2 separate regions of the Mus musculus genome follow, and region 1 is linked to region 2. A link is a contact called in public Hi-C data. All regions are on one chromosome and are shown on one strand. Each heading gives the region's core, a stretch centred on a gene start, on an enhancer-like site or on the middle of the called end of the contact. The rest is flanking DNA. Distances are from core to core; before and after follow the strand shown. Region 1 overlaps Rpgrip1l (Rpgrip1-like). Region 2 has its middle 13 kb from the start of Gm36243.

Region 1 (4,327 bases), core at 1,008-3,507, 54 kb before region 2:
GGAAAGGTCTCTGTACTCTATGGAAATAGGGTCAGAAAGGAAGGGGGACCTCAGGAGATGTTCTACTGCAGAGCTGGGGAGAAGACTAGGGGATTGGACGTGGAGAACTAGTGGGAGAGGTGAAGATCCAGTTAGGCATCTGCTTTCCTGGCCTTTGGGCTCCCAGGGCTCCACTGTGATTCCTAAAATAACAAAGCTTCACACACACATTAGAAAATAATCTTCATAATTTGCAGGAATATTTGAGTTGATGGATAAGGAAAAGCATGCTGCAGGAACTATCCAAGTTATATTGAAATGGAAATTCACCTACCTTCCACCAAGTGGATCAATAACTACTGAAGACCTTGGAAAGTTCGTTTGCAGAGAAGAACCAGAGGCTGTTCAGAGACTACCTCCAAAGTCCTCAGATGTTACATCAGTTGTAGTGAGTAGCAGTGACTTTTGATTTTATTTAAAATACTTGAATATAAACTTAATAACCAAATAATTGCACCCAAAACTAGCTGAAGTCTCATCTAAAATGTAATGGTTGTTATAGTCTGACATATTGTTTTATTTTAGGCACCAAAACCTAAACCAAGACAACGTTTAACATTTGTGGACAAAAAGGTCTCTTTTGCAGATACCATATCACACCCGAGTCCCGTAAGTAATGAATACCCCAAATACCAATTTCCCTTTCCTGTATCAAGTACCAGAGAGTATAGACTATACTGTACCTTTGACATAAGCAGAGACAGTAAGCAGAGCCCGTCTTTACTGTGGTACAAGGTTGTAGTGTTTGATATTGTTCCATGACCCTGTATCCCTTTCCAACTCCCCACTGAGTTTCTTGATCTTACACAGCCAAGCTTGTACCTTCCTAAAACTCCTCTTGTAATGAATACAAAATAACATACATGATTTTTCCCATTAATTCAAGGAGACTTCTCCTCCCCCTAAAGATATAAAAGACAGTTCTCCAGAAGTGGGACCAAAACCAGAAAATGGTCTGTCAGCTGTTGCGTATCCTTCCAAGGTATGCCTTTGTATTAAAATTATTTTGAAAGGTTTATTTTGGAACTTAAAAGGCTTTGTCTTATGTGTTAGACATGATTAAGGAAATCATAGCATTTTCCCTACATTTGAATAAGACTTTTTTTTTTAGATTTATTTATTTTATTATATGTAAGTACACTGTAGCTGTCTTCAGACACTCCAGAAGAGGGTGTCAGATCTTGTTACAGATGGTTGTGAGCCACCATGTGGTTGCTGGGATTTGAACTTAAGACCTTCTGAAGATTAGTCGGTGCTCTTAACCACTGAGCCATCTCACCAGCCCTAAATATGACTTTTTTATGATAGAAAGATTTTTTTTAATGATAAGTTCAATATATATGTTTATTTATACATTGGTAGGAAATACATGTGTTTATAAACTAAAATCAATGTAAAAATCATTTTGAGATTAATACATATTTTTGTTTGTTTATTTAATTTTGTTGAGATAGGATTTTATGTATGCCAGGCTGGTTTCAAACTCACTGTGTATCTATGGATGTCTTTGGATTTGTATCCTCCAGCTTTTACCTCCATGTGATAGTATTACAGACATGCACCACCACACCACGCTAAATCAAAGCATTCATTCTTAGCATATATTTAGATTTTTATTGACCTGTGTGTTTTTATCTGTTTATATAATCTAAGTGACTATTTTCTAGGGAGTCTTTAATAGCTGTGTAGCGTATCTCCATGTGTTTCGTTGAGTAGCAATAGTGGTTGTAGACATAGAGGTGATAGAGATGGTAATGGAAGTGGTGGTGGTGGTGGTAGGTGTGGTGTTGGTGGTGGTGGTGGTGGTGGTGGTGGTGGTGGTGGTGGTGGTGGTGGTGGTGGTGGTGGTTGTGGTGGTGGTGGTGGTGATGATGGTGATGGTGGAAGAGGCGGTGGCAGTGGTGGTGGTGATTTAGAGACAGAAGCTCACCTGAAGCTCAGAATGGCTCAGAACTCACTTTTTATTTCAGTCCATGCTGGTCTCAAATTGTTGGAATCTTCTGCCTCTTGAGTGCTGAGGTTATCAGGATAAGACGCCATGTCCGGCTATATGCCTGTGTAATCGAGTCTCAAATGGACATTGTATGATTCAAGTGCTTCAGCAAGAACGCTCTAAGACATAACAAATACAGCAATGTGCTTCTCTTCTGCATGTTTCAGGAAAGCGGTGTGGCTAAGGTAGAAGAAAATGTGGGGGAAATGCAACAAGGGAAAGAAGACGACATCTCTTTCTTATCTGAGGGCCAGCTTGCCTCAGGAAGTGTGGCTTCCTCTGAAGATGAAACAGAAATAACTGAAGAATTGGAACCAGAAGGTGACTTTTCTGTTAAAACCGTTGTTGTTTAGCTGACTCTGCTTTGCTTTCTCTGCGAAGGCATGCCTGCCACACACAACATGTCATTCAGTAGTGAATCCACCTCATGATGCTTGCCTCTTGGCAGAAATGGTAGGTGCGAGCTCTTCAGGCTGATGTCTCTCTCTTCTTAGGTCAGCTTGGTGCTCCTGCATAGAATACAAGTTTATTTTGCATGTGTATGTACATGTATGCATGTTGCACACATATTTGGAAGTCAAATAACTGCTTTTGCAAGTAGGTTCTCTACTTTCATGTAGGTTCCAGGTGTCAAATTCAAGTCATCAGGCTTGGTGACAGGCACCTTTGCCCACTGAACCATCTTGCCGGCTCCTATAATGCTATTTTAATTGGGAAGCTAGTGCCACAGAATTAAATGTCAAATACCAAAATTTGTAGTTTAAACATGTATATAGTTTATCATATATGTGTTTTTACCTTAATAGAACCATATTTTTTAATTCTTAAAAGTAAGGAAGGGTAGCATTGGTTTTTTGTTTTGGTTTGGTTTTTTTTGTTTGTTTTTGGGTTTTTGTTTTTTTTTTTGTTTTTTGGTTTTTTTTGTTTTTTTTGTTTTTGTTTTTTTTTTGGTTTTTTTTTTTTTTTTTTGAGACAGGGTTTCTCTGGATAGCCCTGGCTGTACTGGAACTCACTTTGTAGACCATGCTGGCCTTGAACTCAGAAATCGGCCTGCCTCTGCCTCCCGAGTGCTGGGATTAAAGGCATGTGCCACCACGCCCGGCTGGTTTGGTTTGTTTTGTTTTGTTTTCACAGTATTTTGTATAAGCCATTGGAAAATATCTGCTATGTGATAGCAGATGTGGGCTTGGCTTTATGAAAGCTTGGATGCCATATCAGAGCTGGGCTGAGTGCCAGTCCCCGCTTCCCACCCCCACCGTCTTTGTGCATTACTTACCAGACACTCTAGCAGGTACCCAGTGCCTCTCAGACTAAACTACTATGTAGATAAAAATTCATACGGCAACTTAAAACAATGCATAGGAGGGAAATGGAAGAAAGATGTTCTTTCTATAATTGATGACAATAACTAGTTGAATCTAGTCTTGGATAGATGTCTTATGTCTCGTGTTCAATTGCATGGATAGAAAAAGGCCAGCTCTCACTGTATAGCCACAGCTGCAGATGGCCTACTGACACAGTTTTATCTACTTCCTGTTGAGGTGAAAAACAGAAAGACTTGTGGATGGTATAGAAAGACTTTATCACAGTATAGTTTTGTTATAAAAGTACACCACTGCTATGGCGTAGTCCTGCTTCCATATACTGCCCTGTAAGATATATACATTGCATGAGTGGTGATACTATACCTTGGCATAGACCAGTGCAGGCTGCTGGCTGGTTAGTCAGCACAGATGTGCATAGCATCCCTCAAACACACAGTGACCGATGAAGGAAGGAAAAAGTAAATATTAGGACATTCAACTTCTCATTGGCGTTGTTCACAACCGCATCAATAAATTTTCAACAGTAGTTAACCACGTTCAGATTTTTACTAATTTTTTCACTAATACACAAAGTAATGGATTTCCTCATTACATCTCCATACCGATATGTCATTCATTATACCTTGCTTTCATTCATTTTCCTCCCCTTCCTTCAGTCTTTGATATTTTTCCATTGAAATAGTTGTTTAAAGAAAGAGCGGTCTACCTTTCCTGTGCATGCGTTAGCTATGCTTGCTCTTAGTTGTGTCTCTACTTGTGAATGAAATAAAGCTTGAATGTTTTCAGGTTTGCTTTCTACCACCATTTATAGAAATTTATAAAACTGGTTCTAGTTTAAAAGTACAGTAAACAGAACATTGAAAGATTTTTTAAACAATTGAAGAAATCACTAAGCACAATAAAGTCCAGTTATAAAGAGGAAGAAGGAGGGACTGGAGAGATGACTCAGTTGGAACAGGTGCTTGCCGCC
Region 2 (3,965 bases), core at 1,073-3,572:
TAGGCCTAAAATTTTCTGTATTCTCCATGCTGTGTAAGGCATTTTGGAACTGTTGTGACTGAAGACCGAAAGATCATCTGCCTCCTTCCCTCATCATGAGACCAACCGCAGGCAGTTTTTATCTGTCATGAGGCAGAACCCATTGAGCATCCTGCATAAAGTCTGGGTGTTTGAAAACAGGCAGCTGGGAGGTTAGAGAGTCAGCCTTGGAGGGAAACAAGCCGCTAGCTTGAGTGCTCTGTGTGATTGTGGCACCCTCTATACCATATGCAATGGCGCTAATGAAATTGTCCTTTCACGTGGCATTTAAGAGAAAAAGAAGTGTCTGGGTCTTGAGTGATGGTTAGTACTGTTTGTCAACTTGACACCTAGGAGGCAGGCCCTTGGGGACACCTGGAAGGGATTGTCTTGATGAAGGTTAGCCTCTGAGACTATCTTTGAGGGGTTATCTTGATTAAGTCAGTTGCCGTGAATAGATTATGGGCAAGACCATGCCCTGGCAGAGATCCTGAGCTGGCTAAAATGGGAGAGAGCAAAGTGGGCATATGTGCATGAGTGGGTCCATGGCTTGCCACTCCTGACTGGGGATGTACTGTGAACAGCTGCTTCTAGCTCCTGCTGCATCGGTTTACCTGCTGTGATGGGTTAGAACTAAAAGTGTGTGATACAAGACCTCCTTTTCCTTACATTATCAGTCAGGGTATTTCTATCACAGCAACAGAAAGGAAGCTAAGACAGTCACCCTGCAAAACATCCCTTAAGAGATGATCTGTTTCTACCAGCAGCCAAGGATTTGGACTAAAAAAAAAAAAAAAAAAAAAAAAACTTTTCCTTCACAGGTAGGATAGAGAGTAGACAGCTCCAAGATCAGAATTGTCACTTTGAACCAATCAACTTCTAGATCAAAGCCGGCTGCAGGATTCTGCATACCTTTCAGGGTGCAAGACTCCGGCCATTGCTAAGCCTCAAATCCTGCTCTAGTTAGGAGCTTGTTGCCTTCAGAAAATGGAGGTCTGATGAGAGCTTGCATTCCAAAGTGGAAGAAGCTGGTGTTGACTAGGACACAAAACAAAATTAGTTTAGAGAAGAAGCCCGCCCTGGTTAAAGAGGCAATCAGTTCTTCCTGCTGGGCCTCTCTTTAAGCCTTGCTCTCCATTCTTCTCACCAATAGAAAATAGGAACCATTGGTTACATGTGTAACAACTTAAGAGTTTTTCCTCTCAACTTTTATCCACTGTGCTGCAAGGGGGGCACATATTCTTTCCACCTGTTCTGATTGTCGTTGGTGTTAGTAAACGAGAAGAAAGAAAACCTTTCCACTTGGGTTTACTCAAGAGAGAGTTAACATCTGATTTTACATGGAACTCTTTAAAAGAAAAAAGAGCAAAGGAGGAGCCCAAAGCACTCCTTGCAGAGGGCGTGGAAGCATTTGATGTCCTAAGGCTTGTGCGTAAAGGAATGTTGTTTTGAAATGTGCAGCGAAGGCAGGGAAAGAGATCCAAAGAAAGTTCCCATTGAGACAAAATCAAATCAACTCACCACCTCACATAGACCAGTGGGGCCCCTTGGCTCTGTGCCCAGCATCTGTATTCAGAGTCCCTTGAAGCCTGGGTGCCTGCAGTGATGTGTGAACATGTGGCTTGTCCCTGGGCAGAGGCTCTAAGTCTTAGAGTCCAGGGGGACCCTTTTTTCTTGTGGTGGTCAAGGAGGTTGTAGGAAGTTCTCCACCAGCCTCTAACGCGGTGGTTCTCAACCTATGGGGTCGCGACCCCTTGCAAACCTGTAGTTCCGAAACTATTTACATTACAGTTCATAACTGTAGCAAAATTACAGTTCTGAAGTACCAATACAACGATTTAATTGTTGGGGAGGGGTCACCACAACATGAGGAACTATATCAAAGGGTTCCAGTGTTAGGAAGTTTGGGAACCAGGTTCTAAAGGTTCCTAAAAAACAAATCCACTCAAATAGAAAAAGCATAAAAATGTATTCTTACTGAGCACACAGGAAACCACCAAGTACAAAACTCACGGAGAGGAGCGGTGCTTTAAAGACTATTTGTGGGTGTTCCCCAAAGCTTGGTCCCTGTTGCGGCAGTGTGGGAGCTAATGGGACCCCGAAGCTGTGTGTGGCTTGGTGGTAAGGGTTAGGTTATGGTCCGCATGGCCTTGGAAAGAAATAATGTAGTTGTCCTGGAAACTTGGTCAGTTCTGAGGGGGGGGTGTTATAAAAGAGCAGGAAGCCTGCCTCCTCCCTGCTCACTCTCAGTTTCCTGTCCCTGTGTGACCTCTCCTGTTTGCCTGTGTTCCTGCCATGATGTCATCCACTCTGGGGTCCCTACCAGAACAGGGCTGCTATTGGCCCCGTGCTCTAGAACCTCCAGACTGTGTGTCTCTTTCCTTTCTCAAGCACTCCGAAGCCCATGTCTTATTGTATATTATAACAGATAATGGGCTCATATAAAAGGCCCCGTGGCTGCAGGTTAAATGCCCCCTTAGGAGAGCAGGAAATGTGGGCCATAAGTAATTGTACAGAAGAAGTAAATTATCTTTAGGGAAGATAAGGGCCCAAAGAACAGACAGCCCCATAGGATAAATGTCTCCTGGGCTCTGGAGGTAAAGCTCAACTTCCGGTCTCTTCTACCGGATGGATGCCTTCTGGGTAATGCCGAGCCCAGTGAGGAGCTTCATCGCAACCAGTAGTTAATCTGTCCTGGGGGAACATATCCTAGTCTGACAAGAGACTCCTCGGAGAAAGCCTCGCTTTGACTCCTAGAGAGGGGAGTATCCAGAGGCAAAGCTGGGGGCGGCTGTGGTGGTTCAAATGAGAAATGTTCCCAGTAACCTCCGGTACTAGAACACTCGGTCCCCAGTGGGTGGCGCTGTTTGCAGAGCTCTTGCTGCCATAGAGAAAAAATTGTGAGGCGCCCTGCGGGCCTTGCCCCACTTCCGGTTCATCCTCTCAGTTTTGTGTGAGGGATCACAGATGTGATCCCTCAGCCCCCTGCTCAGACCGCCTACTGAGACCCTTCCACTATTACCAACGTTCCCTTTGGACCTATAAGACCCCAAATAAATGCTTCTTCCTGTACACTGCATTGAGTCGTGGGTGTAGCAATAGAGACGAAACTAATATAAGACGGCGCTGTCTTTAGCTCAGGGCTCCTGAACCAAAGTGCCGTACTTGGGGCAGCGTCTTCTGAGCACAACAGTATGCTGAAGGAATATCACCCAGGTGTCTGCTCTTCCGGACAAACCCACTTATTCATGGGGTTCCTCCCTGCTCCTCCCCTCCTCTCCCTTCTTCCTCTCTTCCTCGCTTCTTCTTCCTCCCTCTCTTTCTCCCTTCCCTTCTTTTCCTTCCTTTTTCTTTTTGAGGCTGGGCTTTGCCATGTGGCCCAAGCCGACCTGGAACTCATTATCCTTCTGTTTTGGCCTCCTGACTGCAAAGGTTACAGATATGTGCCAAGAGGCACCCAGTCTAGGATGTGTCCCTTGCTTCCTTCTTTAAATCACACACGCACAAATCAATCAATGTTTTTATTTAATGAAAACAGGCTCTATGACACAGCCATTGTTCAGCTATATTTGAACCTAAGAGTCAGTAATGCTAATTCTGACTTTATTTAATTTTTTTGGTATTTTATTCATTGTGGATTTTTGTATTAGGTTTATGTTTTTTTTTCAAATGTTGCATTAGAATATGATCTGTCTTCTCTCACACGGGAGTGACTTCCTTGCTGTTGCTTGTTCCAACCCAGCATGGTCACAAGATCTAAGCCTCCCTCTTTATTCCCACCCTGCTAAGAGCCACCTCTCCAGGATGGTGGAAGGAAGCAGTTGTTTCCAGTCTGAGCTGGGCCACAAGTGGTATAGCCTTTTCTCTGACTGCATGGCCTAGTCAGCTTTCCTTGGGTTCCATGCAGTGTAGAGTCAGTCACTGTGCTGGTTGGAGGCTTCTGGTCC

The links. Hi-C and Micro-C count contacts between places; a contact is called where the count stands out from the background.
Region 1: a Hi-C map of double positive thymocytes shows a contact between it and region 2, with 2.2 times the contacts expected there. The contact joins two enhancer-like sites. A contact is called at or near these places in 2 of 39 promoter capture datasets (both in liver), 11 of 484 Hi-C or Micro-C datasets (cortical glia, double positive thymocytes, embryonic stem cells and 2 more), 2 of 115 datasets of contacts at active chromatin or transcription factors (embryonic stem cells and hepatocytes) and 2 of 9 other capture datasets (adipose tissue and liver).

Annotation. Positions count from the first base shown.
Region 1 is chr8:91,249,176-91,253,502 of GRCm38.p6, reverse strand. Rpgrip1l (Rpgrip1-like) reads left to right here. Exons shown (of 26, transcript NM_173431.2): 18 at 237-427; 19 at 565-648; 20 at 926-1,021; 21 at 2,200-2,353. It also overlaps the pseudogene Gm18603. Among named protein-coding and RNA genes, the nearest start is that of Gm36163, 22 kb to the left of the region's middle. Within about 2 kb of position 2,257, at least 17 of the 459 cell types and tissues checked have an H3K27ac peak or open chromatin away from gene starts, as enhancers often do. A contact at or near this core is called in double positive thymocytes, where this site is marked.
Region 2 is chr8:91,195,773-91,199,737 of GRCm38.p6, reverse strand. No RefSeq gene overlaps it. Among named protein-coding and RNA genes, the nearest start is that of Gm36243, 13 kb to the left of the region's middle. Within about 2 kb of position 2,322, at least 19 of the 459 cell types and tissues checked have an H3K27ac peak or open chromatin away from gene starts, as enhancers often do. A contact at or near this core is called in double positive thymocytes, where this site is marked.